2 separate regions of the Zea mays genome follow, and region 2 is linked to region 1. The links are chromatin contacts, called in public Hi-C maps. All regions are on one chromosome and are shown on one strand. The core of a region is the stretch at or near the end of the contact, and the rest is flanking DNA. Distances in the headings are between cores, read along the strand shown.

Evidence for each region. Hi-C and Micro-C count contacts between places; a contact is called where the count stands out from the background.
Region 2: a contact with region 1 is called in a Hi-C map of ear, with 2.9 times the contacts expected there. The contact joins the enhancer-like site here to the promoter of LOC100192713 in region 1. A contact is called at or near these places in 2 of 25 Hi-C or Micro-C datasets (ear and leaf).

The regions. Positions count from the first base shown.
Region 1 is chr9:69,228,100-69,230,831 of Zm-B73-REFERENCE-NAM-5.0, reverse strand. It overlaps LOC100192713 (Putative RING zinc finger domain superfamily protein), which reads right to left and starts at 1,291. Exons shown (of 1, transcript NM_001137915.2): 1 at 223-1,291. The coding sequence starts at 1,170. The coding sequence ends at 424.
Region 2 is chr9:69,572,373-69,575,072 of Zm-B73-REFERENCE-NAM-5.0, reverse strand. No RefSeq gene overlaps it. Among protein-coding and RNA genes, the nearest start is that of LOC103639995, 160 kb to the left of the region's middle. Within about 2 kb of position 1,297, at least 15 of the 20 cell types and tissues checked have an H3K27ac peak or open chromatin away from gene starts, as enhancers often do. A contact at or near this core is called in ear and leaf, where this site is marked.

The sequences.
Region 1 (2,732 bases), core at 42-2,541:
AATCTGCTGTGGACTGGTCTATTTTCAGAATCTATATTATTTTAGAGAATCAGTATAGAGATATTTCTATATGTTTTATGTAGTTCCTAGCTACACAAACCGGCATCAAAGTGGAGTGTAGTAATTGGCAGTGGCATGTTAACATTTTGTGATCCACCGACGGCTTGTACTCCTCAAGAAAACCATACAGTTTTCCTCCCCTTCTCGAACAAAATGTTCAATGATTGTCATGAAGCAAGAGAGACATGGCTTTGCTTTTCTCAGAGTGCACAAACGGGACCGTATGTACAAATCACTACTGACATGTTGAATTGAGCTTGACAACGTTTTGGATTACTATACAGGTTTTCACCAAATTTCCCAACAAATGTCCACAAATTCGTTAGATAAGATAAGATGGATGAATCACTGAGGGGAAGCTAGCTAGACGGGGCTAATATCGTCATCTAGCGGATCGCCGCCCCCGCTGTGGAGCGGCGGCGGCACGGCGGTGGCCCGGCACACAGGGCACGTTGGGTGCGCCTTGAGCCACTTGCCGATGCACTTGTCGTGGAAGCTGTGGCCGCACCGCGGCAGCGCCCGAAGCGCCTGGTCCTCCCGCATGCCGGCGAGGCAGACGCAGCACTTGTCCTCTGCGCCGGAGCTGCCCCCGCTGCCTTCATCCTCGTCGTCGCTGAGACGCAGGAGCGACTTGGCGGCCGAGACCGTTGACCCGGTGTCCGGCGAGAGCCAGACGACCATGACGATGATGTTGGCGAGGCAGAGCGCGTAGGCCACGACGTCGGCCTGGCTCCGCTCGAAGACGACGATGACCAGCGGCACGAAGACCATGAACACGACGGCGAAGCAACGGTTGGCCAGCGTCGACGGCCGCGCGCCGTCCGGCGACCCCAGCAGCGGTGTCAGGACGGGCGGGGCGTCCGCGTCCTCCTCCTGCTGCGGCGGCGGCCGCGCCGACGGCGACGGGTCGTCGCGGGCCCCAGCGGCGGCGGCGGCGCGGCCGGCGATGGCGTAGCGGTACCAGCGCGCGAAGCAGTAGAAGAGGAAGACCTGGATCGAGAAGCCGCCGGCGAAGGCGGCGGCGACGTCGCCATAGTAGTCGTAGGCGAGGCGGGTGGCAAGGAGCAGCGTCAGGAAGGTGAAGGGCAGATCCAGCCACGGGAGGTCCATCGCCGCTGCGCCGCCGGCGAGGCCGCGCTCACCACCCGCGACCGCGAGCACCAGCGGGCTCAGCTAGCGAGGGGGATCCATGGAAGGAAAAACAGGACAGCTGGGAGAGATTCCGTGGAATGTCTAATCACCGCACCAAAATCTCGCCTTTTTCTGCGGGCAGGCAGGTCAAAGAAAGTTAATTAATAAGTGATTCAAGAAAACGATTAATACTGATGTGAATGCTGAGTGGTTTGCTTCGACATAAGCAAAAGTGACTGGCGCACGTATGAGACCGGATCACGAACTCTACGTCCGAAAAGAAAAGTTCGTGTTTCTTTCATCCGTACCAGATTTTACTGTTTTTATTGTATATTTGTTTTTATAAATTATAGATGCAGCAGTCTAAACAACCAACATTAATCTAAAGCAAACTGCATGGATGGTCGGGAGCTCTCTTTCTTTTAATCGAAAGATATTTACATACCTTCAGGGCCGATTTGGGCCGCGGACCACCTGTACCGTGGCCTGGGACTCAATTTTAAAGTCTTCTTCTATATATATGTTTTTCTTCAGCTAAAAAATCTAACCCAAAATTATAGATCAAAAGAACTTCTGCTTGCAGCGATTGAGCCTGGTACTGACAGACTCCATTAGTCGCTCGAGTAACGAGAACACATGCTATTCCAATTATTTCGCAAACCTGCGTGGCTGTGCTTTCTATGTTACCAACGGCGCGGCCACCTCTTTCCAGTCTTCTATTGCTCTCCACGGGACCCTGTAGCAGTGTCGTCTGCCTCCGCCAGTTCGGCCTCCGCCAGTCCCCCTCCGCCAGTCCGCCTCCAGCCTCCCTGCGACCCCGGTAGCAGTGTCGCGCGCGTGCCTTGCCCAGGTGTAGCGCCTCTACCCAAATTCACCCTGTCATTACATCTTCTCCCAAGCTATACAACTTCCTCAACCTGATTCTCTTTCTTTTCTTATTCATAGGCGAGGGTGGAGCGCCTTCCTGGCTAATGGGCAGCGACCACCTGAGCAGCGAACACTTTGTGCTGAGTGCTGACTGGCTGCTGCCATGTGCCTGTGATTCTCCCCTATTATAAGGAATTGTTCCCGAATGTCAGATCCCATTTCCCTGCCTATCATAGTTCTACTAGATTGTTTTAAATTTGACTACCTCATTCTTAAAATATTTATCGTCCGCTAGTTCATTTTGTTAACTAAATTATGAAAAATGAAAAGACGGATTAGTACATTATTACATTTATAGAGTAGTCCGAGACATTAATTTTACGGAGCTCCGTCACTGCTTACCTAGCTTTACTAGAAAGCTTAACGAAAGTCTCAAAAGAGCTCTCTCGTATCTCAGTCCAGGGTAAAATAAAGCTAATTAGTTATCGAGGGTCTAAGACTGAACGGCCGGTCTAAATTCAGTTATCTAGGACTAGAGATTGAATTTCTAATTAAGTTCTATTTTGGTCTTGGCTTAGCTGGGTTTGGTCCTGTTTCTCGGTTCCAGGTAACAAGGACCAGTTGTAACCCACAACCACAAGGAGCAGTTTAGCAGACGATTCTGGGCGTCGCTG
Region 2 (2,700 bases), core at 48-2,547, 340 kb before region 1:
TTTACTAGTTCACGTATTTAAGATGAGGTAGCGTATTTTAGTTGGCTGAGCCGAAACCACAAGGAGTACCACAAAATCGTGGCTGCAACCAATCCTGCACAACACTTTTTTCTACGTGAGTGGTGAGCCAATTTTATTAAAGCGCGCGAATCGCGTCTCGCTCGAACGGCGAGGCGAGAACAGCCTAGGCGAGTCGTGCGCGGGTTAAAAACGGTAAATCAGCTTCAATGGGGAAAAACAATATTAAAACCTTAGTTAAATAAATATTTAATAAAATATCTAAAACATGTGAAATGATGAAATAGTATTAGTAACACGAGGACAACGTCATTGCAAATCCAATGCACTTAAAACAGATTGAAATGAGTAATTAAAGCAAAAGGCATGGAATAATTACTTAATCGCAGATTACCGATGATGTAGTGCATCTCACTGGTGACGAAGTGGCCGCACAAAGGGTCACAAGAAGCAAGACCACAACAGATCCCGGAAGGATGGGATCAAGTGTGGCTATGGGCATTTCTCTTCTTCCTTCAGCCAAAAGCACGACCAGGAGAAAGGGGTCATCCATGGTTGATTTGATTACACGGAGAGGGCACGGCCAACAGCTGCAGGGGGAGGGTCTGCTCTCCTGCTGCCCTGCTGCACAGAACGGTAGGACACAGAGTAGCAGGTGGCCATGGCGAGTGGGGGAGAGGCATGGCCGTCGGCAAGGGGGCACTTCACCGGAGGAACGCATGGGCAGGGGCGGTTCCTGGCTGGACGCCATGGCCACAGCTCGGTAGAGCGCGCGCGCAGCAAGGGGGCCCCGGTCAGCCAAGCTATAGGGCTCGCGCGCACAGGGGCATCGCCCTGCCTTGCCGTGACTTGGGCATTCGCCTGGAGGTGCTGTCGCGCCCTGGGATGCTGGGGTCGGCCGCGTCGAGCTGGGCTAGCCGGGGACCGGCCGCGTCGAGCTCGCTTGCACCCGCGCTGCTTCCGAGGCTGCAGGACGGCGTTCGCCGTGGAGGGAGCGGGGGCTGGGGGATGAGGCGAGTGCGGAGAGGGGGCTGCACGGAGTTGGTTTGAGCGGCATTTTGCGTTAGTATTGCATCGTTGGGTGCTAGGACGTGCGTCGTGGGGGAGGTTAGAGGGAGGGGATGGACCTGACATATGGGGCCACAGACATGGCAATAGCAGCGGCTAGAGAGCGCACACGCGCGCTGTGCGAGCGAGGCGAGCGAGCTGAGGCTGGGCCGTGCAGGGGCGTGAGCGAGCGCGCACACGGGATGGGCCGCGCACACTAGGAATTGGGCCGGCCAGGCGAGGAGCGGGGCACGGGCCGCGGTGGCCTGCGCGTGGGAGTTTGGAGCAGGGAGAGGAGCATCGGGTGGTTCTGAAGTTTTTGGCATCATGGACGCTGGTGACGACGTCGTGATAGCGAGCAGTTCTGCGTGCGAGGATATTGGAGAATGCATGCACGTGGGGCCCAGCCATTTTCTTCAAAACGTGCAGCAATTGGCTCACGGCTGGGGATCGTCTAAGGAAGGGAAAAGGAGTTTTGGAACATAAATTAAACAAACTTCGTAAATCAGATTAGAATAAATATCTGGATTTTACAAATCAATAAATTTCCAAAAAAATCTGAAATTTATATTTAGTACCTGAAAATGTTCCAATGGCTCAAAAATTCTAGGACAATCCGTAGATATGTTTTGGCACTACGTGAACTCAAATCAAAATACTTAGAGTTTGTAAATTATTTTAGGTGTCTTAAATAAATAGATTTTGCTTTTCAGGAAAAGGAAAAAAAACCCTGAAACAATAAAAAAATTGTTGGGGCTTCTACATGGTATATTAACACGTTTCAAACACTTTTTGCACTTAGAAACACTTTGTGACGGTATGAATGCAACAAACAAAACACCTCTAGGGCTCACTTCACTAGGCTTACGCCAATATATAGCAAAATACCTATCCATTATTTAGAAAAAAAAGAAAAGAAAAGTAAGGAAAAGAGAGGGTAACACCTGAATTTGGTGGATATTAGAAAAGAAATTTTATACCCCCGAATTCAGGGTGTTACAAATCTAACCCCCTTAACAGAATCTCGCCCTCGAGATTCAAGAAGAGGCTAGCAGGAAAAAGAGATTCGTTCATTGGTTTTTTTATAGCTTCTTCGATTCAACATTGACTCTCCTGGACTAACTTATGGATTAGTGGATTTGACCTTGAGATGCTTGAGACCGATCGATGCAATTCTTGAGGATCTCTTGGACCTGCGGGTTAGGACCCACGCACGCTTTCGCTCTCTGATCTTGTTGGTTGATGTTGATTGCATTGTCTTCATTGGGGTTAGATGCTAACCCCCTTAACAAGAGCGTTGTTATGCACTTGGTGAAGATGCCGACGACTCTGATCTTGACTGATTAAGAGAGGTTGTAGGATGCTAACTGGACAGGTGCAAGAGGGAAGGGTATAGATAGAAAAGGTAAGCATAGATGGATTAAAGAGAGAAAAGGGAGAGCACCCAGATACCTTACTTTACGGCAATCAACTAGTAAATTGATGTCATTGCGGAACAAGGGCCACAACACATCAACACTCATCACAAAGAAGCAAATCAGTCATAACACAAAGACAAACATCACAAGCATACCACAACAAACATATCATTGCTACACGTGAATGTTAACTAGATGGTGGTCTTTCCTGAAAAGG